Linked DNA regions of Mus musculus: all the other regions are linked to region 3. The links are chromatin contacts, called in public HiChIP or PLAC-seq maps. All regions are on one chromosome and are shown on one strand. The core of a region is the stretch at or near the end of the contact, and the rest is flanking DNA. Distances in the headings are between cores, read along the strand shown.

Evidence for each region. HiChIP or PLAC-seq counts read pairs in DNA pulled down with a chosen protein or histone mark.
Region 1: a contact with region 3 is called in an H3K27ac HiChIP or PLAC-seq map of embryonic stem cells, with 10 times the contacts expected there. The contact joins the promoter of Flt4 here to the promoter of Zfp62 in region 3. A contact is called at or near these places in 1 of 39 promoter capture datasets (hippocampal neurons), 1 of 484 Hi-C or Micro-C datasets (nephron progenitors), 2 of 115 datasets of contacts at active chromatin or transcription factors (both in embryonic stem cells) and 1 of 9 other capture datasets (embryonic stem cells).
Region 2: a contact with region 3 is called in an H3K4me3 HiChIP or PLAC-seq map of bone marrow-derived macrophages, with 5 times the contacts expected there. The contact joins the enhancer-like site here to the promoter of Zfp62 in region 3. A contact is called at or near these places in 5 of 39 promoter capture datasets (the C10 cell line, hematopoietic stem and progenitor cells, liver and 2 more), 9 of 484 Hi-C or Micro-C datasets (CD4 T cells, the G1E-ER4 cell line, the N1E-115 cell line and 5 more), 6 of 115 datasets of contacts at active chromatin or transcription factors (the NIH/3T3 cell line, bone marrow-derived dendritic cells, bone marrow-derived macrophages and 2 more) and 3 of 9 other capture datasets (adipose tissue, liver and macrophages).
Region 4: an H3K27ac HiChIP or PLAC-seq map of embryonic stem cells shows a contact between it and region 3, with 4 times the contacts expected there. The contact joins the promoter of 1700024J04Rik here to the promoter of Zfp62 in region 3. A contact is called at or near these places in 1 of 39 promoter capture datasets (hippocampal neurons) and 1 of 115 datasets of contacts at active chromatin or transcription factors (embryonic stem cells).

Annotation. Positions count from the first base shown.
Region 1 is chr11:49,608,365-49,615,662 of GRCm38.p6, forward strand. It overlaps Flt4 (FMS-like tyrosine kinase 4), which reads left to right and starts at 1,315. Exons shown (of 30, transcript NM_008029.3): 1 at 1,315-1,463. The coding sequence starts at 1,406.
Region 2 is chr11:48,756,342-48,764,057 of GRCm38.p6, forward strand. No RefSeq gene overlaps it. Among named protein-coding and RNA genes, the nearest start is that of Gm36109, 39 kb to the right of the region's middle. Within about 2 kb of position 3,855, at least 1 of the 459 cell types and tissues checked has an H3K27ac peak or open chromatin away from gene starts, as enhancers often do.
Region 3 is chr11:49,198,599-49,205,220 of GRCm38.p6, forward strand. Zfp62 (zinc finger protein 62) reads left to right here and starts at 4,694. Exons shown (of 4, transcript NM_009562.3): 1 at 4,694-4,940.
Region 4 is chr11:49,587,427-49,594,759 of GRCm38.p6, forward strand. It overlaps 1700024J04Rik (RIKEN cDNA 1700024J04 gene), which reads right to left and starts at 2,906. Exons shown (of 2, transcript NM_001378508.1): 1 at 501-2,906. The coding sequence starts at 2,820. It overlaps Gm42075 (a long non-coding RNA gene), which reads right to left. Exons shown (of 3, transcript XR_879824.1): 3 at 6,483-7,160.

The DNA of each region.
Region 1 (7,298 bases), core at 65-2,564, 410 kb after region 3:
CCATAGAGTCAAGGAACATGGAAGCGCATAGAGCCTGGGCCACCAACTAGGGAGCATGTAGGAGCTCCCCCTACACATCTGTAGCAAATGTGCGGCTTGGTCTTCATGTGGGTCCCCTAACAAGTAGAACAGGGTCTGTCTCAAGTCTCTGTTTCCTGCCGTTGGATTCCCCTTCACCCTACCTGGACTGCCTGGTTGGGCCTCAGTGGAAGAGAATGTGCCTAGTCCTGCTGGAACTAGATGTTCCAGGGTGGGTGGTAGCCAAGATGGGGGGCGGGGTGGAATCCCCCTTCTCTGAGAAGAAGGGGAGAAGACAATGGGAGGAGGGATTTGGAAGATGGGACTGGGAAGAGGGGAGGGGGACTGTTATAGGGATGCAAAGTGAATTAAAGATAAATATAAATAAATAGATAAATAAATAAGTAAATAAATATTCTTAGCCTCAGTGGCAGTTAGGGAAAAGCCAATTAACAACACCATAATGTGATTTCAGTACAAGCTAAAATGAAAAACTAGTTAGCGCTGTCTACAGATGTTAAAGACACGCATACCTAGGAGTTTCATTCCTGTTCTGTGGTTGAGAGAGTTGGCGACTATTTAAAAGGTCATCATCAACAACAGTCTGGCCTTGACTTTTGGCAAGGATGAGTCCGGGCTGGTAGGTGGGGATCGTGGGAACAGTGGGAACGCAGTACATAAGAGCAGAAAAAGGTTGAAATCGTCATTGTCATTTGGGATATATTTTGAAATAGGAAAATTCTAGCAAAGGAACCACAAAGAAAAAGGAAGTCTGTGCGAGAGCGTTTGCCAAAACAGAAAGTGAAGTGTCACCTGATAAAAAAGACTTAGAATGAGCTCAGAGCAAAAGTATTTGGTGGGGAAGCTAAAGCGAAAGCCTGTCTTTCACACTATAGAGAGATCTGGCTTCTGCAGGGCGCTTGCTAAGATTTAATGTACAGCCGTTTTAACGTTATATTCGTTGCCGCTCTGCTTATGGATGGAAGGGAAATGCAGAAAACGATACTATGCGGTTTTGTTCATTCTCCGGCGCCACAACGCGCACGGGGGACAGTGCAGTCACCTGCACTCCTCGCCCACCCGCAGTGGCCCTGGAGTTTGTGCTTGTTGATGGCTGCTTTGGAACTGGGAGCCTTTAACGTACGCAAAGTGGGCGCTCTCCCTACCCAGGCTGGATTCTCCTGGGGCAAGCTGGAAGGGACAGAGAGGGGCGAGGGGCGGGCTGAGGCTACGGTGACCCTCCTCCCCCGGAGCTCCGCCCCGGGCCGCCTCGGCTCCGCCCCCGGGCCGCTGACCGGTCCGCGCCCCGCCGGCGCCTCGGCGCGCGCTCTCACTCCCAGCCTAGAGCTGCGGCCGCGCAGGTCCCACCCGCGCCCAGGGGCCGGAGATGCAGCCGGGCGCTGCGCTGAACCTGCGCCTGTGGCTCTGCCTCGGACTCCTCCAAGGTGAGCGCCCGGGCCACAGCCCAACCTCCGCTCCCGCTTAACCACCCGGAGCCCGCTGCGCACCAGGGGCCTGTGGTGAGACCGCACCGACGGGGCGGGCGGAGGGACGGGGCAGTTTGGGAACCTAGGTATGAGGACGCCCGCTGGAACCAGGGAAGTCATGGGAGCCGGGGGCTAGGGACCGGGACCGCGGGGAGCAGGAAAGAATGGGTGAGGACTGCAGCCGGGTCACGAACAGGGTGGCGGAGCTATGACCAGGTCCCAGTCTTAAGTCTACGGTCCGGTCCGTAGTGAAATGCATCCTTACCCTGGATCCTTCGGGTTCTTACTCAGTCCCCAGGAAGTCCAGGGCTCACTGCCTCTGGGTCCCGATCCTCCAGCGTGAATCATTTCCCCATTGATCCACACCCGACCCCGCACTTGGGTGCGCACTTCCCGACGCCTTGCGTCTGCACTGAAGATCGGTAACCCGAGGTCCCCCAGAGGGCGCTCCGGACGGGCGTCTACCTTCTCCTGGGCTAGGACTGAGGACTTGGGACACTCCACCCCGCACCCCACTGTAGGAACCTTGCAAATGATCCTAGATTCAAGTTGAAACCTAAGCCGAATCTTGAGTCCCTAGTTCCAGACCGATCCACGTCGAGGTGAAGGGCCAGGGCGTCCAGGGATTTGAGGGGATCTCTGGATTAGAAAGGATAGAAGATTTGAATCATAAAGCAGAGGCTGCAAGGAGAGCCTTGGGAACAGGGAACGGAAGGTTCAAGTTTGTGTTGAGAGCTTGGCTCTGCGGTGCTGAAGAGTCTCTGGAAGCAGAGGAGCTGTGTGGAGGGGCCAGGAAGGAAGCACTGGGGATTAGGCGGGGGATGAGCCCGGCATCCGCTCAGGAGCCGCTGTCCCTGGAAACCCAAGGTGACTGGGTCATCACAGAGCCCCTGATGCTTGACGGAGACGTGCAGAAAGACCTCGGAGAGAGAAACCTGTATGTCTGTATGCCGTAGAAATTGACTTTGAATGTTTCATCTTTTATTCCCACAAGAGTATGAACCCTTTTTTACATAAGTGGGGAACGTGTAACCTCCCAATTCCTCAGGAGCCGGCAGGAAGGGAACTAATTAATGCAAGTTTTGATATTGGAGCCTCGCTCTCAGCTCGCACCCTGTAGCACCCTGTACGGTCAGACAGCGAAGCTGAGCGAGATGTGATTGAATCTGTGTAGACACTGAAGGATGACTGGCCCTTTGGCTGTTTCTTGCTCCACTGCCCCAACCCTGGATAACGCTTCTCGCCAGTGTTCAGGATATGTTTGTTAAGGGAGTGAATGTGTGGAAGAAGTAAACAGGGCTCTAGCTGGGCAAGATGGATGAGGAATGAGACTTCCCTGGGCCCAGGAGACCTCCCACATTCAGCCAAGAAAGGTATCTGAGGCTCCGGGAGGTTGCATTGGCTGGAATGTAAGCTGTACAAATTCTTTCCCCTCCCCATTGCTAGAATCCTGGGGTAAGCGGTCTGAAAGGAAGACAGGTACATTGCAGAGATGCAAGGAGCAGCAGGCAGAGGTCCGTAGAAATGAAGGAAGGTGGGAGTGCTCCCTGAAGTAGGCACCCATGACCACATGGGCTGTGAAGAGGAGAGGAGATAGTTTGATAGGGTGGCCTAGCATGGGTGGGGAATGTAGGGAGCAGGGCTGCCAATGTAAATAGAGACCAAGCCTCCCTGAGCCCTGTGCCTGGTCCCACTCACTCCTGGTGAAAACCGATCCAGGAGCTCCCAGCCTGGTGGGGGATGCTATGGCAGGAACAAATCTCTAAGTGCAGAAGATGGGGTGAATAGCTCCGTGGTAGGGTATAGAAAGAAAAAAAAATCCCTAAGAGAAGGCAAACAGGAGTAGGAGACCTGTGTGAAGCCTGGGGACCCTAAATGAAGCCCTCAAGGGCAACAGACTCACACTTTAGTCTTAGCTGTGCCCCAAAGTCCTTAAGGTCCTGAGGTCTCCTTTCCCCACTGAGCACCAGTGTCCTGCGTGTGTTCAGGGGCAGGCAGGGCGGGAGGGGCTCCTTGGACTTGAGCTTGGCTTGGTGTCCTGATCTAGTTCTATAACCCAGCAGGATCCCTGTAGAAAAGGGCAGATGACAGCTTTAATAAACTCTGTCTCGGGACTTTAGTCTGGAGGGAAGCTAGCAGGTGACACAGAGGGACTGCTGGCTTCATCTAATGATGGTCTGCCTTGCCATGGTCTACATCAAACGTGGCTGCCTATCTCTCTGATATTCCTGCTCTTAGGTATAATCCAGGTCCAAGACAGTGGGATCTACCTGTTTCTGTGGCCTTCTAGTCCTAGCTCAGAGCTCTGGGGACTGAAATGTAAGTGTCTCTCAGAAGCAGTGTAGCAAAAGGGGCCCTGATCCCTCATCAAAGCCAGGCCTGGAACAGTGTGGTGAAAAGTCTGGCAAACTTCCCAGCATGTCAGAGAGACTGTGACTCTGTGCAGCTACAGCCACACACACACATCACCTGCTCAGGATGGCAGGAAGGACAGGGGCACGACCCCATCCTGCAGGGGTTTTCCAAGTGCCAGACTGAAGTGGCATTGGATTTCTAAAGCATGAGGATGAACGTGCTCAGAGACACCCAGCTACTGCCTGTGGGCTTCACAGGAAGCCAGTTGTCACCACCACGACCCTTTACTGCAGTTTCTCATGTTGTGGTGATCCACACACACACACCCCAACCATAAAATTATTTTAGTTGCTATTTCATAGCTGTAATTTGTTACTGTTGTGAATTGTAATGTAAATATCTGATATGCAGATGGTCTTAGGAGCCCCCCCCCCCCAAAGGGGTCACAACCCACAGGTTGAGAACCACTGGTATAGCGACTTCTGGAAGGAGACTGCAGAATGTCAGTGAAGGGTATTCTGAGCAGGGTGAGGAGCACTTCACATGATACCCAGAGACAGGAATGCCAGACAGAGACAGGTGAATGGTCAGATGAGGCTAGCTAGATCTTGGGGGTGGTTGGCTAGGGAGTGACGGAAGAGCTGGCAGGAGTGACATAGATGACTGTCCAGGCGAAGCAGGGACCTACAAGTGAATTGGACATTGGGAAGTAGGAAGAGGGAGGCTGTGCCCCAGGACTCTGGCTGAAGCAAACGGGTGGGTGATAAGATCATCCGCCTGGGGAGGACCCCAGGAAGAGGAGCTAGTGTGGAGAAGCAAGGTCTCCAGGTGTTACTATCAAGTGGACTTTCTTGAAGATTCCAGTTCATGCAACCAGATCAGATAAGGAAGGAATGAAATGGGGAAACTGGAGGGCAACCACAGAGGAGGGAAGGAAGAAAGTTCTCTGCGTCTAGTTTAAGGTTTGGTGTTTTCCTCTGCCGCTCTGTTGTCTCTCCGCCGGGGCTTGGCTTTCACCCCACAGCTTTTGGGAAGTTCCTGGGAGTGAAAGGCAGTGGGGAGATGTCCCCAAAGATCCTCTTGCACTCTGTCCGGACATCTCTGATAGAGAATCAGCCAGCATGTCCCAGCCGGAGCCAGGGATTGCTGAGTTTCGGTCCTTTTCAGACACTGGCTTCCTCTGGGATCTCAGTTTTCCGGTCACACTAAGGGGACACGTCTGGGAGCAGGAAGGTGCCTGTTTGGCATTCATTGCTGGAGGAGGTTCAGAGGCTCAGGCTCAGAGCTCATGCCCTGCCCCACTGGGCGGTGCCAATAGTAGTCACGCCCCATGCCCTTGAGCCTCAGCCTGCCACCCTGTCCCTGGGCAAGCACAGGTCCTGGTGGTAAATGGGGGAGCCCCCTGCCACGTGGACGGCAAGGTCAGCAGGGGTTCATGGGAAAGGACTTGTCGGCCACAAAAGAGGACATCCTGCCTGCATTTCCCTCTTCCTGAGGCAGGAGCTGGTGGCCCCGATTTAGCAGCACTAGGGGGCCACCTCTGAGCCAGCTGGACTGTGGTGATAAAATGGCTCGTCCTGCCAGCCGATGAGCAGAGCCCTAGCCCCAGGGGTGTCCAGGGCAACTGACTGGGACAGCTGGTGAAACCACAGCCATCCCAGTGCTGGGAACTCAGCACGTGCCAGGGTCCCTTCCATCCTCTCCAGCACCCCCAACAGAGTACAGAAGCAGCCTGTACTCCCGACCCCATCCCTGACTCCTAATGTCCAGCACCTTCCAGATATTTGTCCTGATGCTTCCTCAAAGAACTTCTCTGAAACACAGATCTGACTCTCCCAGAAACCCTGAAACATAAGCTAATGGAGTAGACTCTTCCTTCGGGAATCCAAGGGCATCCGAGCCTAAGAGATACCCAGCCTGCACCCACCTAGCCCCACAAGTCCCAGTTTGCATCCACTTAGAATCACAGGCACTCAACCTACACCCACCGTATTCCTAACCCAGTACTGAGCCTTTCCTGCTTCAGATAGGCCCCTGGAGGACTACTGGGGTCCACCAGGTTGGGGGAGGGGTCTCATTCCCATCCTCTGTGTGCCCAGGAGTATGATTCCAGGCTTCCAGGAGGGCTTAGGAAGAGCCTGGCATACCAAGTTCAAAGCTTTCCTATGTGAGGTTCATATATTTTAAGTCACATGCCCAAAAGCACACATAAGTGTGTGCACGCACACGCGCACACACGCACACACTTGGTGTGTCTAGGAGTGAGCTAATACAACTCAGTATAAAATGATTTATCAAATTGCTTCACATCAAAGCATATGGAGAGCTTACTCTTGTGATATAGGCATCATTGATCCCATTTTAGAGATTTGGAAATTAAGGCCAAAAGGGTGAATGGCTCACTAGATGTTAGATGCCAGGGTGATTTGGCTATAACGAGAAAATAATAGGTGTCTGTTCCAAGGCAACATAGAGACCAAAGAGATAAAGGGCAAGTGGGGCAGTTAGGACAGCAGTGGAAAGGAGAGCAGACATTGTCACCTTGATGTCCCCAGCATGTTCCAAAGAGTGGTGGGCATTGCATTTCCCCCAGGTCTAGCTCTCTGACCTACAGTGCACACAGCATCTTCACTCTGCAAGGTACCACTTCCCTACCCTCTGCAGATGCTTACAGAATATGTATTGTTCCCCCAAAGCCAGTCAGGGGTTAATCATTTGAAAAATCCAGTTTGTCTCACAGGAACACAATGAAAAAAATTAGAAGTTTCTTAAACTAAGGAGTTTTAAGGCTGAGAAACCAAACTTTCCACGAAGCTGCAAACAAATACAGGAGGGACGGGGGGGTCCTGTGAAGAAAGCCTCAGTGGGGAAGAGGCACTGGGCTGACACCTCAAAGTAGAGGAAGAGACACAAAGATGACACAGGGAAGACACCATCTCCAAGGCTGGAGAGAGACACTGTGGGTGACTGAGAAGTCAAGAGCACCCATTTTGCACCCAAGCTGTAGTGAGGCACGAGGTCATTTCATCCAGAGAGGGAGTTGTGTTCCAGCAAGATCCCCCCTGGCCACTGGGCAGATGGGAAGATATTGGTCCAGGGCTGGTGCCCTGAGCTAGTCCAGACGACCTAGTAGACAGGAGGGAGAATAGAGAGAGGTCAGCTCTATAAGGTATCTGAACTCTGGATACAAAACTCAGTGTCAATGTGACAAGGAGAGGAGGGACTGGATGTAGAATCCCCGTCACTCTATCCTTATTGCCATCTTCCTAGGCGAGCAGGCTCTTACTCAGTCTACAAAGCCTATTTCAGCTCCAAGAGTGGGTGTGATACAGAGACCCGTTAGCTGTGGGAGATGAGAGTGGTTACCGACAACTGGTGGAACGAGCGTCATTGGGCCACCAGCCTAAGCTGAGGGAGGATGGGCAGGAGAAAGCTGGT
Region 2 (7,716 bases), core at 2,605-5,104, 440 kb before region 3:
CACAGTTGAAATTTTTTAAAAAAGAAAGGTGAACTGTTGCTGTAAACAGTAGACAGCCCTTGGTGCTCTGGTGGGTGCCGCCTTACCATGGGATAGGAATCACTGACATCACGTTCCATGTTCATAACAAACCACAGCCGCAAGGACGTGTGAACGAGGAAACCCGCCCTTCAGAAGTTAATCACGTGCTTTGGGCTTCCGTGGAGCAAAACCCGCAAATGGCTGAGAGCTGCACGGCTGCCACAGATAATGTCTCTACTGCTCTTTCTCTGACTGTCTCAAGAAGCTGCACACTGATGGGAGTCTGAAACCCTCGCATGCAGTGAATACCAGCTTTTTAATACCCTCTCATCACTAAATATCAGTGCAGCTGCCAGGCTCTGGACTTTCGAGGCAGACACTCACTCACTGAGCCCGCGTGTTCCTGAGTTCCGTTTTAGGAATCGGTGGTTCCTCCTCACCTGCTCCACCAACAGCTCTTCAAATCCCCCTCTTCAACATTTAGACACGGGCCTAGGCTGCAGAAGGATCCGTCTCCCTGCTCTCGCTTGTTGCCTCAATTCCAAGACGAGCCACTACACCTGATTTATACACCTCATTCTAGTCCACAACCCGGAGCTGGTGAAGTGCTCAGGGGGATATTTACTAGAGATGCGCTCCTCTGGGTGCACCGTAGGGAACTCTTTAAGTGGAAAAGGCTCAAGAGGCAGGCATGTCTCAAAGAGCCAATTATGAAATGCAATCGTTTGATGACCACGTGCGGTGGATTTTGCCGTTCATTCTGTTTCATCTAATTAAACCTTTCATTTCCACGGGCAGCTTGCCTTACAAGCTCGTGTTTGCCTTTGTTGGCAGGAGGTAATCAATAGGGGAGATGTGGGTGCATTTCAGCATTTATTAGCAGCTCAATTGGAAGTTGTTTTATTTTAATAACATCTTGGCCTTCGTTCTGTTCAGGGTAAATCAACAGCTTTGAAGAATAATAGAAGACAAAGGACTGCTTTATGTTAGCTCATTAGGAGTAGAGAAACCAGAGGAGGAAAGGAATCCCATAGAGAAATTGAAAAGTACTTTAAACCCACATTTCCTTTGTTAAAGGGGGAAAAAAAGGTAAAAGCAAGCAAGATGTCACCTGCTTGTTCTGAAGGTCATCAAATCCGACTTTCAGAAGACATACCTTCCAAAACATAACAGTGAAATCCTCACTTCTGAGGCTCTCCACAGATCTAACCTGCAGCTTATACACAGTTGTTGTCCATTAATTTCAATGAGAGCAACAACAGGGATCAGAAAGGGGAACCGGATATGGTGATACACACCTGTAATAGGCCATCCTCAGCTACATGGCAAGCTTGAGCCAGCCTTGGCTACATGAGACCATATCTTACTATATCTTGAATGAATGAATGAATGAATATAAATAAATAAATAAATATTTTAAAAGGCTAGGCACTGGTAGCACATGCCTTTAATCCCAGCTCTTAGGCAGCAAAAGCAGCTGTATCTCTGTGAGCTAGAGGCCAGCCTAGTCTGAAGAATGAGTTCCAGGACACAGAGAAACCCTGTCTCAAAAACCCAGAGGGGGCAGAGGGAGAAAGAGAGAGAGAGAAAGAGAGGGGACAGAGAGAGAGAGAGAGGAAGGAGGGAGAGAAGGGGAGAGGAAGAGGGAGAGAGGGGGAGGAAACAGGTACAAATTGTCATTTGTTAATCAAAAGTGAACCCAATGCATAAATGTTCATACCCTGTATTAGTCAGGGTTCTCTAGAGTCACAGAACTTATGGATAGTCTCTAGATAGTAAAGGAATTTATTGATGACTTACATTCTGCAGCCCAGTTCCCAACAATGGTTCAGTCGCAGCTGTGAATGGAAGTCCAAGGATCTAGCAGTTACTCAGTCTCACACAGCAAGCAGGCGAAGGAGCAAGAACGAGACTCCCTTCTTCCAATGTCCTTATATTGTCTCCAGAAGAAGGTGTAGCCCAGATTAAAGGTGTATTCCACCACACCTTTAATCCCAGATGAAAGGTGTAGCCCAGATTAAAGATGTGTTCCACCACACCTTTAATCCCAGATGACCTTGAACTCGAAGATTCAATCTTCTGGAATCCATAGCCACTATGCCTCAAGATCTCCATACCAAGATCCAGATCAGAAACTTCTATCTCCAAGCCTCCAGATAAGGGTCACTGGGGAGCCTTCCAATTCTGGATTGTAGCTCATTCCAAATAGAGTCAAGTTGACAACCAGGAGTAGCCACTACATCACCCTCAAACACAGAGCATCCTGGTAAAAACCAGAAGCCTTCAGAAGAACACCATGGTGAGATATTTATGAACTCATTGCACACCTTGGCCACTAGGATTCAACTGAGCAGAAAAACCTCTTCATGGATCAGAGCCAGATGACTCTGCCTGCAAAGCACTTGTTTCCCAAACCTGGTGACCTGAGTTTAATCCCTGGGACCCAAGTAAAGAGGAAGAAAAGAACTGACTTCACAAAATTATCTTCTGACCTTCACCGGCCGGCCATAGTGCAAGCACATGCACAAGTACACACAACAACAACAACAACAATAAATCATAATTTTCTGAAATCCTAACTGATGTTTCCCACTATGGCCCCCAACCCTTTTATAATGTGTCAAAAGCAGACAGACTTCTAGGAGCATTCTATAGAATGAGGTGGACAGGGGACTGGGGTAATATTAGTGTTAGAACGAGATGGTTGGAGTTCAGCTGGGTCAGATACTAAAGTTCTGGAGGAAGACAGTGACGACAGCTGAGCAACAGAGGCAGGGGATTTGCGTTCCTAGAATGAGGTTGGTATTGTGCATTGTTAGGCATGGCCAGACTCTTTCATCTTCAGACTCCATTGTCGTCTTCTCTCTCCCATGAGGATGTGTTGTGCTACTGGCCCTACTTCTCAAACCGGCCATCAGGAAGCTCACCCTGCCTCCTCTTCATAGCTTGACCACGCCAGAACCATCCTCCTGCCTGAGTGGGTGTCCGTCAGTCAGCTTCCCCTTATTCTCCGCCATCTTCCTGGACCAAGTCATCCCTAAAGGAACTCCTACCTGGTTTTCCAGCACCCACTCACTCCCAGCTCCCACAGGCTGCTCCCCACCAGCATTGCAAGGCTGAGCCTTTATAGACAGAAATTAAGCACTGACTTTTCCTGTGCAGAAGCTTCTAGCCACACTTGGAATAGAATCCTCTCCAAGCTTTCCTTGACCCTACCCTTGGCAGAGTTATTCCTACCTCGTGGCACATTCTCCTTTAACCTGCTTAATCCAACGCTTTGAAACTCCTTTTGTTTCTCAAAGCAACCAGCCTTCATGCTCACTCGGAGCCTTGATCTACAGCAGTGCCTTTGCCTGGAACATCCTCTCCTCTGTCAGTTGCTTGGCCGAATTGTTCTTTGATTTCCGGTCTTAGCAGAAGTGGAACTTTCCTAAAGTTTCCCTCAGTGACATGGTGTCTATCTTCTATCCTCCCAAGTCCTCTCTTCTCTTCCCCCACCCATTACCCTGTTTATATATCCATATGAGTCTATTCTTTCCCAGGCTATCAGATTCCTGAGGTAGCAATCAGGGCTGCCTGAACAACCCAGGCACTTAATACAATATATGGTAAACAGTAGGTAATCAATACATGTATATTGAATGAATAAAGAAAGAAAGAAATGGGTGATCTTCTAGGGCACCCTAACAGAGAAATGAGGAAAAACTACCATTAGCCCAGAGAGCCTATGCCTTCTGTTTTCCTGAACACTCGGAAAAGTTTCTGCACAGCTATCTGAACCGGCTCCAGACTATTACATGTACCCACTCAAAGCCACTCAACGAGGACACACACGCACTCAAAGGTCCTCACAAAAGAGCTTCACCTTTTCTGAGAGAGTGTCAGTGTGACCCTCACCAAGGACAAGGAGATCGCTTCAACCCTTCTCCCAGCTGACATAAAACCACTGAGAAGGATCACCCGTCTACTCCCTAGCCTTGATTTTCAGTGGCATCCTGCCTTCTGCATTGGTGAACAAATTCCTTGAAACCACATGAGAACAGTAATAGAGACAGAACATAAGATGAGGTCTATGGCTGCCAAGTGCCCCAGAGCAGTCCTGATGCCTTATTCAGCATAATGAGCCAGCCACGGCTCCCTGTGCAGACAGTCCTTTTGCAGGGGACCTTCTCCTAGGTAATGCTCCAACAAACAGTACTTGGGTAAGAACTGCTGCTACAGTGATTGTTACTGTTATTATGGACTCTATTTTATTTTCATTTAACTGGTAATTATTTTAAATTACATGGCTGAAGGGTTGTTACAATGGATATTTCTTGGCCCTCAGTGGCTCATTCTCTATCAATGCAAAAATATGGGCTATTTTGAGTTTAGCCATTAGGGGTTGCAGTGATAAGCACCTCTCAGTGCAGTATGGGAAGTCTAAGCCTAATGGCTTTTCACAATAGTCTAACTTCTGTTGCCATTATAGAGAAATATGTGAAAACTGTTTTCTCTTTAGACAGAGCTCCCACAATGGCAGGCTCCTGAGTCTCAGAGAGGCAGCAGCCTAACAATCTCACAGTCTATTTGATATTTGATGTGGCTCTTTTCTGAGAGAGAGAGGGAGAGAGAAAGAGAGAGAGAGAGAGAGAGAGAGAGAGAACTTAAACAGGACATGATGACCTTTAATCTCAGCATTGTAGAGGCAGGCTGATCTCTGAGTTCAGGACCAGCCTGGTCTACAGAAGGAGTTCCAGGACAGCCAGGGCTACACAGAGAGGAAAGAAGAAGAAGAAGAAGAAGAAGAAGAAGAAGAAGAAGAAGGAGGAGGAGGAGGAGGAGGAGGAGGAGGAGGAGGAGGAGGAGGAGGAGGAGGAGGAGGAGGAGGCTCAAGTTTACGGGTTTACAGCTAACTCTTATTTCTGTGACTATGACATGCACTTCTTAGCTTTCAGAATTGATCTGTTTACAGAGTGACTTCTCAAACCTGCCAGTCTCAGATAATAGGGTAGACATATAAAACAAAATGAGAGACTTAATCTCTGTTTGTTTGTTTGTTTAAGGAGTTCTTGCAAAGTTTTTTTTTTTTTTTAAAGAAAGCTTTTCTTGTTTACTTTTATCAGTCTGTTCTGGCCCTGCTTCTAATAATGTCAGAATCACCTGGGTCACTGATAGCCACTGTGCATACTCTAGTTAATGTTCCTCTCCCTGCACCCAATTCAATATTATTGCCCTGCCTACAAAAAATAAAGTGGAAAGGGTGGAACAGGATACCTCCGACCTCCACAGGTGTGTGTGTGTGTGTGTGTGTGTGAGTGTGTGCATAAAAACAGAAAAATTAGCAGTAGTGTTTTATAATCTATGGAATAAGTTGGACACCATGGCAACCTTCATAATGCTGACTAATTTAGACATGAAACATCATTGGATGCTGAAACTCTAGCATGTCACAGATTGATAAGGAAAAGGACATACACGGGGTCTCAAAGTATCTCCTCACAGGATATTTATTCACTACAAGGAGAACAAAGAGTGTCTTTGCAGCAGAGAGAGAGGCCAGCCTAAAGCTCAAAGTACAGCAACCAGATAGCCACACTGTGCCACTCCAGCCAAAATGCATGTTAGAATTCACCATAAAGAAACAGGGCAAGAACATAGAGGGAGTCTGCGAAACGCATGCCTTGCAATCTTCATTTGTGTCTAGCTCATGGAAGCACAAGGAAGGCTGAGGATGTGTTCCAAGGTGAGAGAGACTAGAGAGACATGGAATCTGGTTGCTACACATGAACTTGAACTGGACCCTCAGCAATCAAGAGCATCACCGAAACAGTTAACCTTAGTGGAAGCTGTCTACGAAGGCTGTGCCAGGGTTCCTGTAGAGCTACTGTGCTCTGTATTTCAAATGCCCCTCGTAGGCTCACACGTGTGGATTCTTGGTTTCCCGATGATGGATTTGTTTGGGGAGGTCGTGGAGTCTTTGAGAGATGGAGCCTCACTAAGTGAAGTGGGTCACTGAAGACAGACCATGAGATCTTAAAGCCCAGTTCTGCATACCCTGTTTATTTTCCACAGAGATGTGAGGAGGTAGAGAGTCCCAATGGTACACCCCACCCCCATCTCAGTGACTTCCCCACCACACAGCAACAAGAGAAAGAGTGTAATATTATCCCTAGAACTTGGGAGTTTGAAGCTATTTCCAAGAACGAGGGCTCCAGCTCTATGGTGTAGTGTTTAACATGCATGAGACCTGGCTTCGGTCCCCAGCGCTGTTTATTTTGAAAGCCTCTTTTCCTTAGGTGCCATGTTTGCTATTCTTGAAGCAGGCAACCTCCTTTTATATGACACTTTCAATACGGGTGCACATGAGATATGCTTCAATTTTTCCATTCTACAGACAAGCCTAACTGTAAGGGGAATGGCACTTGACATTAGAAATATTTGCTTCTTTGGTAAATAAATAAATAAATCATTAAACGTTTAAATAAGCCAAGGTTGGGAATTCAGGCTTTTGCATGCAAAGATGTACAAGTTCGCTTATTGTTCAGAAAATACAAATCAAAGCCAGAATGAGGTATTTGCTGTGCCCCATCCATGACAGTTAGAATTAAGAGAAACACACAGGCAGAAAGTGCTACCAGGCGTGTGGAGGAGGTGGGTTCTCTGTGCACTGCTGATGGAAATGCACATAGAACAGCTATCACAAAAAAAAAAAAAAAAAGAAATATGGAGGTCCTAATTAGGAAGACAGGAAGGAAGAAAGGAAGGCAGGAAGGAAGAAGGGAGGAAAGGAGAGGAGGGAGGGTGGGGAAGGGAAATTGATAAATTACCATATGACTTTAAAATGCCCATTTGCAAGCAAATATTTCAAAAGTCAATACAGCTGTTCAGAGATTTGCAAACCAGGATTCATAGCAGTAGCATTCACAACTAAAGGATGCACAGCCCCCAAGCATCTGTCAGTGATAAACAGGCAAAACAAACAAACAAACAAAACAGCATCTAGTGGGAACAAACGATAGAATGCAAAGTAGCCTTTGAAGAGAAATCCTGACAGGTCAAACAACATGGACGAACCTTAAAGACATTACATTAAATGAAATAAGCCAGTCACAAAAGCAAAAGTAGGGCATGGTGTCATGTTATTGCAATACCAACACTAAGAAGGCAGAGGCAGGCAGATCTCTGTGAGTTTTAAGGCCAGCCTTGATCACATAGTAAACTCCTGGAATACCAGGAATAAACAGTGAGATCCTGTCTATAAATAAATAAATGCACTTTGGTCTCATTCCATTAACATGAGACATCTGTCATAGCCAAGTTCACAGAGGCGGAAGGCCAGGGACTCCAGGGAGGGGAAGTGGGGAGGCATCATTTAATGGGTAAATGATTCTAAAAATGATTAGTGTAGGTACTTGGCAGGCATTACAGCTGTACTTAATTCCACAGAATTACCCACTTTAAAGGTCTAGAATGGTAAATTTTGTATTATCTCCATTTTACCACAATTTTCTTTAAAATTTCATTTTAACTGTGGGATCAAACCTGAATTCAATTTCTAACTCTGCCACTGTAAAGCTGTTGTGATCCTAGACAAACAATTATTCAGTTATTTCATTTTTCTTACCCTCAGATTTATCCTTTTTTTTTTTTTTTTTTTTTTTTTGTTTTTGTTTTTTCGAGACAGGGTTTCTCTGTATAGCCCTGGCTGTCCTG
Region 3 (6,622 bases), core at 3,444-5,943:
GAGCCAGCAGGTCACATTCTCAATGGCCTAACTTCCTTCAGTAGGTTCAGCCACCTCCTAATAATGTCACAGTCTGGTGACTAAGACTCCAATATTTCTCCAGCCTGTCTCGACCTGGCAGCCTCTAACAATGACGTGGAGACTTTTATTATTTATGAAAGCTTAGTCCTTATACCTTAGGCTTGTATAACTTAATAACCAGTTTATCTGGTCCACATTTGTCACATGGTTCATTACCTCTCATTCATTCCCTGTACACCTGACTTCCTCTGTGTCTGACTGGCGAATTCCACCTCTCAATTCTTTTCCAGAGTTCCTAGTCTTGCCCCAAAGTCCTGCCTTTCCTCCCCTGTCCTGCTATGGGCTGTTAGCTCTTTATTAAACCAATCACAAGGTGAGGAAGAAGAATATTTACAAAGTACTCAGGCAAGTGATGATTCAATAAAAAGAACAATACCAAGGTCCTGCCTACACTCAACTCTGTGCACGTACAGAATTCAACATATGAAAAATACAATCTTTACATGGTACACCAGAACTTTATCCCAACACTAACACAAAAGTCTCTTAAGGACATTTTGGATGCAAAGTATAGCACTATAGTTATGCCACATGGTGAGTGTCTACAGCATAACTGCTATGGCAGAAACTGTGTGCACATGAATCCATGCTGCCTAGTGTCTTCCCCAGAAGTTCAGCCAGGACACTCTGGCCCGCACAGCAGAGTTCTACCCAGTATGGTTGTTCCAGACATAGGTACCTGCCATTCTGATAGGAAAAAAAAAATGTGTTTCTGTCAAGTTTGGGTTTGCATTGTTTGAAAAAGGATATTATTTATGTATATGAGTGTTTCGCTTGTATATATGTATGGAAGTGTCCCTGTGTCCATTCCTAGTGCCTGTGTAGGTAAGAAGACTGCAACTGAAGTTATAATTATGAGCCGCTGTGTGGGTGCTGAGACACAAACTCCAGACCTTTGCAAGAGCCGCAAGTGCTCTAAACCCATGAGTCATCTCTCCAGCCCATGGTTTGTATCTTTTTATAAGTTATTTGTAGGAGCTTTCTCTGAATCCTCCATCTTCCTTATGACTTTTAGAAAAACCTGTGGTTGGGGGGTGGAGGGAATGGTTCTTTGTGACATAAGATGTAAATATTTTTCGTAGGTAGTAAATTGCATTTTTATTTTCTTTGTAGTGATTTTTCCATAGAGTATTTGACTATGGGGTGTTTGAGTTTGCCATCCTTTGTGCCCCACTACTTATCTTTTAAGGTATAATTTTTAAAAAGGAAAGCATTTCAGTATTCCAGTATGATCATAATTTCTCTGGGGCTGTTTTCCTAACAGTTGTACTGAAGTGGGACTAGTAGTGCTGGCGACTAACATGTGCAAATTTATTTATTGATGACAGAGGTTTGCTGGGTTGCCCTCGATACCCTGGGCTTAAGTCATCTTGGTGCCTCAGCCTCTTACATGTCTGAGACTAAAAGCAGATGCACCCTTCTCAACCCCACTCATGGTTCATACTTGCATTTTACACTTAAATCTTTTATACATATTTATATTTAAATTTAAGTTTAAATCAAAATTTATCTGCTTTGAAATGCCTCCCAGTTGTCCCGTGCTATCTTCCCCACACTGATTTAAAATATTAAATGCCGACCCTATGTTGCTCTTTAATTAGTTTATAAGCCTGCCTTGGAAATATGTCCACTTAATTACTGATAAGTTTTAGTAGTCCTCCCCCGTCTCTGGTTCTTTCTCTAAGGCATTTACTGGCTAGAAATAAGCAAGAGTCTCTACTCATTGTCCATGTAAACTTCAGGACCAATGGTGGGTTGCAAAGAGGTTGTGACTGTAGTTACGAGAGTCATTACAGATGAGAAGGGGGCACCTTTGAGTCTGAGTCATTCCTCTCAGTGGAATCCAGGAAACTTTGCATACGTTCAGTTGCACTTCTGCGTTCCCGGGAACACTGCAAAGTTTCTTCATATAGGTCGTGCAGGTGTATTGTTAGCTCCTATTTCATTTTCTGCTGGTTCCTATTATAAATGTACTTTTGCTTCATTTATTAGAATTATAGTTTATGCATAAGGAAACTATTGCTTTCTCTGTTAATTCTGAAAACACATACTTTACAGTGTTGTCTCATTGTTTATTCTGGTTTTCCAAGTTAATTCCCTTGAGCTCAATAAAAATAAAATCTTGTTATCTGAAAGTAGGATAATTATATGCTTGCTTTGCAGTGTTTATATTCTATGTTTTTTTTTTTCTTATCCAGCTGCAACAGGAAGTAATGATAGTAACTGGTAGGTAGTTATCTTCTGGCTCTCTCATTGCTTTCACTGTTTCCCCTGCCACACTCTCTAGTGCCCCAGTCCTTACTGTCCTTATTTTAGGACTTGTAAAAATGTCCTCTCTTTGTCCAAGATGCATACAGAAAAACTGTTGTACAGTATTGTTTATTATAGACCTAATTTAGTTTTTATACACTTAATTAGGAAGCACTTCATACATGAACAAGAGGAGAATGGCTAATGAGATTCTAATTCAACAGAACAACACAGAAAACAGCATTATGAGAAATCATAATGAATAACACTATATTTTAAATCACTAAAAAGTGCATAGGTAGCATGATTGCAACACTCTAAAAAAGAAAAAATCCATTCAACTGGTGGTAGAAAAAGGAAGGAAGTCTGTGTGTGGTAGCATACAGACAGGCAGATCTCTGTAAATTCAAGGCCAGCTTGATCTACATAGTGAGTTTGAGGCCAGCCAGAATTACAGAGTAAGAATTTGTTCAAAAAAAAAAAAAGTGTGTGGGATCTTATATAAATGGTGGTTATCACTAGGTAACTATTCTGTTTTTATTCTTTTTTTTTCTTAGCTTGGATATCCAGTGCCAATTTTACATTTATAATATATCTTAGTTCATACTAGCCATATTGCATGTGTTTATTAGCCACCAAATGTACATAGTAGCTATACAACAGGTAGACAGTCTTGGTAGCTGTTCCAAAGGACAAGTGCTAAAAAAAGGACTCTGTGTGTGTCTCTGTGTGTTTGTGTGTCCACGTGAATGTCTGTGTTTGTGTGTGTGTGTGTCTGTGTCTATGTGTCTGTCTGTGTCTATGTCTCTCTCTCTCTCTCTCTCTCTCTCTCTGTGTGTGTGTGTGTGTGTGTGTGTGTGTGTGTGTGAATACAAGGCCAAAAAAAAAATTGCCTGAATAACAAAAACCATGGTGGAAAATAAAAACATTGTCCACAATAAACGTTACCTAATCAAGATGATTTATTTAGGCTTTATGATCCTTTGCTATCCTTTACTAAATAAAAGTGTCCCAATCCAGATATAATTATTTTTATACTTAATTATCTAAAAGGAAAAACAAACAAACAAAAATCCAAAATCTTGGAATGTGAGCAGGCCAGCCTAATGTGATAGCCTTTAATTTAGACTATGGACTCTTCTAGAGGCCTCAAAGAAGTGCCCAAAGCTCTTCCCAGAGTTGTGCTATCCAGTAAGTGGGATCCTAGCACTCATGTGGCTATTTCAATGAAATGTAATTAGACACTTGGTCTTCAGTGGCACTGGTCACATTTGAAGCACTTGTAGCTGTGTCTCAGCTACTGTTTGGGTTGTAGAAGAATCCCCCAACAACCCCTAACTTGTCCATGTTCTTCTCCATAACTTGCTGCTTGCTGGCCTGACAAGGACCTAGGACCCTGCTCCATCTTGGGCTTCACTGTTTTCCTACTCTGCTGGACATTACCGCAGACTTTCCACTTGCCCTGACCACCTTAGAGATGCATAGACCTTAGTGCCCAAATGCAGTCGAGATACTACTACACTCAAATTGCCATTCCTTCTACATTTCCAAGTCATTAAGGTGAGTTAGGGCTTGCCTACAAAGATATAAAAAACAGGAGTAGACTGGTGCAGATTACAGGCTTTAAACTGGAGTTTTGTAGTTACGGGTGGGGGAGGGTGAGGGGGATTTTGTTAGAGGCAGAACGGGGAAGGTAGCTGTGATAGGTTATTTCTCTGCCACCACGGAAAGGAGCCAATTCAAGTTAGATTAGATTAAAGGCAGGTTTACGGAGAAGCTGCTCTCCTGTGGGCGAGTTCACTAGCTCCGAGGACTGAGGCCAGGAAAGTCCCCATGGGGGGGGGGGGGGTGCACTCAGATAAAGGAAGAGAAAAAGAGCAAGCAAGAGTGACCAAAACTTCTAGATTATATAGGGAGGAACCTCTGGGGGAAAGGGCAGCTCAGCCCCTGGGCTGGGAAGTTGAGATCAGGGTATGCCTGGTTGGGACAGATGCTGTTCCCAACATGGAGCCAGGTCTGCTTTGGTAAGTAAATATTCACCTCTGTCGCTTGTCCTCATTGGAAAACAAACACGAAGCTGCTGGTATCCGGGAGAGAGACAGTTACTTTTCTTCTGCAGTCTCCGAATAGCAGGCTTCCTGGAAATTTGAGCTTTGTTGAGGGTCTTGGCTTTGGGAGAGGAGGGTCTTTTAGAAATAAGGGGTATGGGACCCCCATATTCCGCTTTCTCCCAGGAGCCCAGCCCTCCCTCCTAAGACTCTCCCCAGCCTCGCTTGTTAACTATGAGCTCAGCTTCACAAGCAGGAAGTGAAGTATCTATTTTACCACACCACTTGATTATACCCGCCCCCAATGCACCCCGGAATTGCAATAAAAGTCCAAGACAACTAGAACCCCCTTCCTCTCCGGGCAGACCAGCCGGGATTAGGAGGCCAGCAGAGCACCCACAAACTGCGGGTCACGTGCGCGATCAGAGCCCGACCATCGAGTCAGTCCTCCAGCTTCCCAGAGCGGCCTCGGAAGTGCCCCTGCGGCTCGGGTCTTTCCGGCCAGGCAGTCCGCGCTTTTGTCCCGCCGGCGGCCGGGCTCCCGCGGTGCCGCCACAGCCAGTACGTGAGTCCCGGGCTGCCGACGCTCCCGCCTCTCCCCGGCCCGCCACGCCCTTCCCTTCTCTGCCCTCCGGTCCCGGGCGGGTCCTAGTGGGGGAGGGAGAGCGTGACTTTCCACACGCCCTGGGGAGCGTCCTCTAGGAGTGAAGGGGAAGGAAGAGCCCTGGTTCGGGCCCGGCGCGCGGGCAGGCTGCCATCGGAGCAGGCCCTGGGCCGAGGAAGGGCCAGAGTCCGCCCCGGTGTTCCTTGACTGTCATGGCCGTTTCGGGCTTAGAAAGAGGAGAATCCCGATTATTAGCGCCTAAAAATTTGCCCTGATTGCGGTTAAGTTTGTTTCTGAGACTTGGAGATGACCTGATTCGGTCACCTCTTCCCGTCATTTTGGTGGGGGAGAGGTGTTGAGAGACACTTGCGGCTCTGGAAGCAGACCGTTCTCCACTTCCTGGCCCTCTCCTAGGAGAAACTCATCTGTAGAGCAGTGGGTGCAACCGGAGGCCGCCATCTGCCCTACCCCACCCCCACCCCACCGCAAACTGAGAAAGTGTTGGCCTAGGGAAAAGCCAGCGAAGGCACTTGAACCCAAGTGATCGCTTGGGGAAGTCCTGGGGCAGCGGTGTGAAAGAAAGAAAGGTCAGGTGGAGAGAGCCGCGGCTAGTGTGTTATCTTAAGATGGTTAGTCTAGATGGCCAAGACCGTTTGTGTACGCCTGAAGCTTTTGTCTGTCTGGGGTGTGTGTGTGTGTGTGTGTGTGTGTGTGCGCTTTTGTCTGGGGTGTGTGTGTGTGTGTGTGTGTGTGTGTGTGTTTGAATACGTAATGCTCACGTGTCCAAGGCATTAAAATACAAAGATTTTTAAAAAACAAAAATTTAATGCAAAATATGAAAACAAGATTTTCTTTTACTGTTCTCAAAGGTTGTTCTGGGCCCTACCTTAAAAGGTAAACACTTTTGTTAAGATGTTGAGTAGACTTTAAGGACTTCTTCATTTAAATACTAGCAAATATATAAGTCGTTCCTCTTTTATTCAGACAGGTGGTAGCATAATAAGTCCTGCTTCTCTGTTTCTTTTACTGAATCTGTTTTACAGAACTCATACGGAAACGGGTGGGTTGTTTGTTTTACAAACATGTAGCAGATTGGCCATTTTAAAGGATGCTTTAGATAAATCTCTAGACTGCAGTTGATAATCTTTGAGTTGTTTCTAGTGTTTTTTGCCAAATGGTATTATGTGGAATGATTCTGTATTAGGATAAGGATTTTGAAATTAAGAGGGACTGAGGTTAATAAGGTATTTTTTGTTGTTTTGCATTCAGTTAAATGGGCTACACTAATTGCTTCAAGCTAATCTCTGAGTGGGCCCTTAGCTTCAGAAAAATCTCTCCACTGCCCTTCATGCTCTCTTGCTTCCCTTATTGCTGGAGTATCTAAAAGTATCTCTTTCACTACTATGAGAATATTTCATTATAAAAATCCCTCCTGTCCTTATTCCTAATTTTTAAATAATAGAAACAAATCTTGTTAACCATTTGCATATGCTTCTCATAAATTAAATGCAAAAAATGACCAAAGCACATATCGTCCTCTTTTCAGCATATCACTTAGACTCCATCCTCCATCCGCACGTTCTTCCACTGAGTGCTCTTGAGTTGCCTCTTTCATCCTCTCGTCACCAAATATGGCACC
Region 4 (7,333 bases), core at 1,656-4,155, 390 kb after region 3:
TGGGTAGAGTTATCAAGCTTAGTGGATCTACCACATTTTCCATAGGCCAGATGAGTTTCTTGGGCTGACCGAAGAGCAAAGCTAGGGTAAATTACTTGCAAAGACCAAGCAGGCCGGTACTTGGGGGACATAAATCTGTTTCTTTATATTCGGACAAAGCAAAGTGGGATTTAGGGGGAACCAAGAAAAATGGCCCCCAGAGGCAGCCATTGGAGCATATTATGAAAACCAGGCTTAGAGATCTTAATCTTCCTACTTCTCTCTTCCCTCTGAATGAGTGATGGGACCGAAGGGAAAGGTGCTGAAGAAGGTTCCTGCAGCAGACACAGCAGAAAACAGGAAAGCTGTGTGGAATTGCTGTCTACACAGCCTTCCACTTACCCTTCAAGGTGCAGTTTCCTTCTCTAGGCCACAGTTGTGTACAGTGATATGAAACCATTGTTTTGGGGGTTGGGGCAGAACACCTCGACTATGGGGTGGTAGCAACACAGGGATCTTACGTCTCAGAGGCCTTGGAATATCAGGTTTGGGGAAGCCATTCCATGGGTATCCTTGCTGAACTTGAGGAGCATTTGTGACACTGTATGACACCCATTTGTGCTCTGCTTCACTGGGTCTCTTTTTCTTTCTTTCCGGACTACCTGAAGATCTAAGTTTATAGCTTTTTTTCTTGCGTTTCTTGGGAAGCACCTGCAACTGGGATAAAGCCCAACCTGATTGTGGCACGGCATATGCAGGAGCACCTTTGGCAGCATCTCGAATAGCACATGCACCAACACCTTTCAGAGCATCTTCCGTAGCAGGTGCAGCAGCACCCCTGGAAGCACCTTGGGTAGCAGGTGCTGCAGCACCACTTAAAACCCTTCCGATGGCACATGCAGCAGCACCTCTTGAAGCACCTCGGGTAGCATGTGCAATAGTGGCTCTCAGAGGATCTTGGGTGGCATGTGCAGTCGTTTCTTTCAAAGCACCTCCGATAGCACATGCAGCAGCAGTTCTCAAAGAACCTCGGGTAATATGTGCTGCAGTGCCTCTTAAAACAGCTCGAGGAGCATGTGCATCGGTACCTGCAGCAGGTCCTGAAGCATCACCTGGGTCAGCCCACGCAGCAGCCCCTGAGGTAACAGCACCTGGAGCTGCACTTGCAGCAGCAACTAATGTAACAGCTGCAGCAGCGCCTGGGGCAGCACCTGGGGGGGCAAGTGCAGCAACACCAAAAGCGGCACCTTGAGTAATGCCTGCAGCAATGCCTGAAGCAGCAGCATCGGGAACAGCACCTCGGGTATCACGTGCAGCAGCACCTGGAGCAACACCTGCAGCATTACTAGAAGCAGCTCCTGGGGCAGCACCCTCTGTGGCAGCCCCTGAAGTATCACCTGTGGCAGCATCTGCAGCAGTGCCTGGAGCAGCACGTGGGACAGCACCTCGGGTATCATGCGCAGCAGCACCTGGGACACCTGCAGGATTACTAGAAGTAGCTCCTGGGGCATCACCCCCTGTGGCAGCCCCTGAAGCGTCACATGTGGCAGCACGTGCAGCAGCACCAGAAGCAGCGGCTGGAGCAACACCTGCAGCAGTGCCTGGAGCAGCTCCTGGGACAGCACCTCTGGTATCAGGTGCAGCAGCACCTGGGGCAACACCTGCAGCAATACTAGAAGCAGCTCCTGGGGCAGCACCTGTGGTAGCACACCCCATACCCCCCATGGCAGCCCCTGAAGCATCACCTGGGGCAGCACGTGCAGCATCACCTGTGGCAGCACCTGGAGCAGCACCTGAGACAGCACCTGGTGTAGCACCTGCAGCAGAGTCTTTGAAAACACCTTGGGCTCCTGAAGGAGCACCAGGTGCAGCCCTTCCGGTTGCATCCACACAAATTCTCTCTGGTGGCCACTGTGCTAGAGAGGAACTGTAAGAGCTGGCGATGGCATTTCGTTTGTATGAGCTCTTGAAGGCAATCTGGTTTTCCTTAATCCAGCTCTTTGCTGAGTTCTTGAAAAGGATAAGTTTACCCAGAGGACCTGGCTTGGGTATAAACGAAGAGAGTACACCATTTATAAACAAATGTGTAAAAGCCGACGAGGCACTCACACTGAGATCAGAGTCCTTTCCCTGATCATTAGGTGTCTCTGTGACCGGGGAGCCTTCCTCCTGATTGGCAAATCCTTCTCCACCTTCTCCCACGGTGGTGACATCGTTCTTTTCCTTGATTTGAACTTGACTGCTCTCCTGGAGAGCACTAATCTGTGTCTCCTTCCTAGATTGACTCACAAATTGGCCAGTAAGAAAAGACCATATAATCGGGACCAGCTGTCCCAGAACAAAACGGAGTGTGACTCTGGCCATATTAGAAAACACATTCAGGATCACCGAGCTTCGGGACATCCTGGATCTAGACAGCACTGACTTGTGCTGGCTACCTAAAAATGTAGAGGAAAACTCCTCCACAGGATATTGCTGCGTGTGAACGACCACAACGCGCTCAGGGTGCTGAGGATGGGCTAAAGCTGCATCATCTTCAAAAGGCCGACTATCAGCCGAGTTCAGACTCCCATTTGTTGAATTAGCCCGGAGAGACCGGGAAACACGGTGGGCCGGTGGTGAGGGCCTCTTCTGCAGGTTCCTAGTGGACACGGTCAGGGGTGGAGGGCGAGGCGGAGGAGGGCGAGGCGGAGGGCGAGGCTGAGGGCGAGGCGGAGGGCAAAGCAGAGGGCAAGGAGGAGGGCGAGGCAGAGGGCAAGGAGGAGGGCGAGGCAGAGGGTGAGGCGGAGGGCGAGGCGGAGGGCGAGGCGGAGGGCGAGCCCGGCTCAGGTATCCACCCATCCGGACAGCTCTGAACAACTGGAGACTTCAAATAGTCAATGGCTCAGAAACGCTTCCCTAGCCTTGAAGAACCCACACAGCAAAGTGAAACCCACACGCACTGTGAGGTGTATCGCCTATGACGGGGCAGTGGAACGTATGAGCGAAGAATGGGCACGAGAGCAACAACCACGCGGGAGAAGGGCACGCACCAGGACCTTCTAGGATGAACCGTTCTCTTGTCTAAAAGCCAGGAGACACCCCTGCCCCCACTGTTGGAGCCGTTCAACACTGAGGTCCCCTAGCTAAAGAACTATTGGGCTAAGGGACTCCGAGCTCAGCAACATGCCCTGGAGGCCGCAGCATACTTTCTCCGAAATAGTGGAACGCCTGCTCAGAAGCAGAGCTCACCTATGCCATCCAGACCTGGAGTGAGATAGCAAGGCTGGAGCGAGCTCTAGGTATCTAGTAGAAGTGGGCGGATACAGGAGTCTAAGTGGACACTGCCACACTCTCCCGTTAATCACTTCATGAAATGTTCAAAAAGAATTCTATCATTTTCAAAGTTCAAGGTTAAACAACTTCTACATCAAAATCTGGTTGTTTCAAAGAACATACATGATCTAGACCTAGGCCTCTCCCCACCCCCCGCCCATGTGTAGCAGATATGCAGCTTGGTCTTCATGTGGGTCCCAAAGAACTGGAGCGGGACTATCCCAAAAGCTGTTGCCTGTTTGTGGGATATGTTCTTCTAGCTGGGCTGCCTTGTCTGGCCTTAGAGGGAGTCACAGAAAATTGATGTGCCAGGGGGTGGGGGAGAATTGTGGGAGGGGATGACTGGGAGGGGGCAGTGATCAGGATGTAAAATGAATAAGTAAATAAAAAATAAAATAATTTTTAATATTTAAAAATTATTTGGTTATTGGCAAATACCCTAGCTTAGATGAATCTTTTAAAAAAAAAAAAGCATTGTGCTAGGTCAATGAACCACATCCACAAAGGTATGTGCTTACCTCATGACTCCATATATATGACATTTTTGGAAAGATGAGTTCTCAGGGATGGAGAATAAATCAGTGGTTCCCAGGAGTTAGAGCTTGAGGGAGGATTGAAATATGACATAGAGGAATGGGGGGGTGGGGGACAGATATCATCGTATATGCTGATCACAGCAGCTGGTACAGCCACCTACAATATTTGACAATATTTACGATACATCACATAGGCCTTTACTGTAGATAACTTTAAAAGTTAGTATCTTAACTTTTATTAACCATGACTTGATAACAATCACTTAGAACCAGTATTTTTCCTTTTTAAAAAGGAGACAGTTTCTTTCTCTTATGTAGCTCTGTCTGTCCTGAAATGTACTATATATATGTGTGTATGTATATATATATGTATATATGTACTATATACCAGTCTGGCCTCCCACACTCCCAGGGATTCACCTGCTTCTGCCTCTGCCTCTGCCTCTGCCTCTGCCTCTGCCTCTGCCTCTGCCTCTGCCTCTGCCTCTGCCTCTGCCTCTGCCTCTCTGCCTCTCTGCCTCTCTGCCTCTCTGCCCCTCTGCCCCTCTGCCCCTCTGCCCCTCTGCCCCTCTGCCCCTCTGCCCCTCTGCCCCTCTGCCTCTGCCTCTCCCTCCTCAGTGCTGAGATTAAAGGTGTGCACCACCAATATGACTAAATAAAAATACTTTTTGTTTGTTTCTCAAGATGGGGTTTCTCTGTCTGTTTGCCCTGGATGTCCTGGAACTTACTCTGTAGACCAGGCTGGCCTCGAACTCAGAGATCTGCCTGCCTCTACCTTCCAAGTGCTAAGATCACAGGCACGCGCCACCACTGCCTAGCTAAAAGTCCTTTTTAAAGGCATTATTCTTCATTTGGACCTAGAAGGTAACCAAGGCAGGATGAATGAAGGCAAGATGAATGAAAGAAGGCCTGACATCTACCTGTAGTTTGCATACCCCATTTACTTTGGCTCAGTCACCCACTAACTCTACACATAAGCTTGTTCATATCTCCAGGAATGTCTGTCTGAAGGGCCAAGGTCGAAAATAACTGGCCAACCTCATCTCTCTTCATGGCGAGAGGCAAAAAAAGGTAAGAACCAAATTATCTTCCTACCCAAAAAAGATAGGGACTAAGTTATCTTCCTACCTGCTTTTACAACGTCCTACTCCAGACACCCAAAAGTCACTGTCCTAAACCTTCAGTCCCCTTGGATTCCAAGAATGGTGCACACACACACACACACACACACTGAATCACCCTATTTTGTACACTTGATGCTTAAAGATGCTATTTAATCTATATGGCCCATACAGATAATACTGAAAAGTAAGACACACTATGATATAACAGATGGCAGACAATCACCCTATCATGAGAACAACATCAGGCAGAAGCAGTCATCTCATAACAAGCTAGTTCTTTTGGATTCTTCAGAACGCCTTGCAGAAAGAGACCTGAGATCATGAAGAGCCAGACAGCGAGCGCTCTGACCAGGGCGTACCTCACTCACTGCTTCAACTCTTCCTCTGTTTAAACCTGAAGCTCCCGTCAGTGCCCAAAGTCTATTTTTCCTAGTGTGCCACATGGATTAAATCTTTCTCTGCTTTTCATTGTCTCTTGCCTCTCTAACACATTTAAATGGATTGCCCAGGGCTGGAGAGATGGCTCAGAGATGGGATCAGATGCCCTCTTCAGGTATGTCTGAAGAGAGCAACAGTGTACTCACATGCACACAAAATAAATAAATAAATAAACAAACTGCCCAGCCTAATCCCTTGAGACTCCCTGAGTCAGGATATTAGCTCTAAAACCTCACTAACAGTTTTATCATTTCTCCATCATAATGAGCAAAACTGATATAATTCAGGCTTCGGTCTAGTCCAGTTAGTCCAACAATGGCTGTCTCCCCACGGAGTTGTTTAGTCCACGAAGCTGGATGTCTTCAGTATATGTCGGAATCTCAGAGAAGTTGTCTCTAATGCCCATGAGGGAAGGCTCAGCAGCAAGATCTGTGAACTTGTGTGTGGGAATGAGGCCAGGAGGACAAAAGTGAAAGCCTTTTTCTTCCACTAGCTTTATATAGGCCGCCTGATAAGGTGTGACCCAGATGTAAGGTCTATCTTCTTACCTCAAATGATCCAGTTGATACCTAGATTAGATTGGTGTTGTGTCCCATTGTCTTTAATCACAGGACTTTATAACACCAAGACACTCCCTAAAGGACTCCTCCTGTATTCCAGACATCATCATCTTTACCACCATTATGGAAAGGCAACCCACTTTTCCTTGGGTAATTCAGCTCAATTGCTCCTCCTAACACTGTTATTCCTTTCTTAGCTGGTAGCCAGCGAGCAGTAATATTTACTGAATCCCTAGGAAAGAGTGGTCCCCTAAGCAGAACTACAATTTTAAGAAGAATATAAGATCACAGGAACAGGAAGCAAAAATTTTCCTATTGGAACTATATATATACATATATATAATATTTAAATTTAAATATATTTTATCATAATCTTCCCCTCCCCCAAATTTATCCAGATACTCTCCTCCTCCTTACCCTACCAATTTTAAGTGCTTTCTCAAAAAAAAAACCAAAAATCTAATACAATAACAAAATACCCAAAACTTAGAAAAATATATCACCCAAAAAGAAAGAAAAAACTAACCAAAATAGAGCACATGCACACACACACAATAAGTTGCATAGTCCATTGCATGTTAGTCAGCTATTCCTGAACATGAGTCTTGTCCTGGAGTGGTTGATATACCCAGTGTCACTCCACCGGAGAAAACTGATTTTCCCCTCTCCCGGAAGATATAAATGACAGTTCCATTGTTAATCTTTACCCTAGTGGCTAGGCTTACATTCATTCATCCATTCAGTTTTAAGAACATAGCAAATTAAAACAAAAACTATCACATCAAAGACAGGCCAATGGAAGAAAAAGAGCCCAAGAAAGGGCCCAAGGGTCAGAGACCCACTTGCTAACATGCTCAAGGATCACATAAAAACACTAAACTAGAAGCCATCATGTAAGCTCAGAGGACCTGGTGCAAAGCCACGGAGGCCCTGTGCAGGCCGCTTCAGACTCTGTGAATTCATAAATGCTGTGTTCATGTTGATTTAGAGGTCCTTGTTTTCTTGTGCTCTCTATACCTTCTGGCTCTCACGTTCTTTCTGTCTCCTCTTCTGTGGAGTTCCCTGAGCCCTGAGGAAGGGCTTTGATAGACATCCATTTAGGGCTGAGTGTTTCACTCTATGTGTAAGGCCAGCCTGTGGGTCTCTATATTTCCTCTCCTTTGCAGCAGGGGGAAGCTTCTCTGATGATGGCTGAGCAAGGCACTGATCTATGAGCAGAGCAGAATATCATTAGGAATTATTTGATCACTACATTTTCTTTTCTTTTTAAGACCAGTATTATTTGCCCTAGGTCCACAGGTTACCAGGTCTCACACTTAGTTATCCAAGTAGTGTCTGAAATGGGTTCCATCTTTAGAAATGTGCCTTAAGTCCGGTCGGG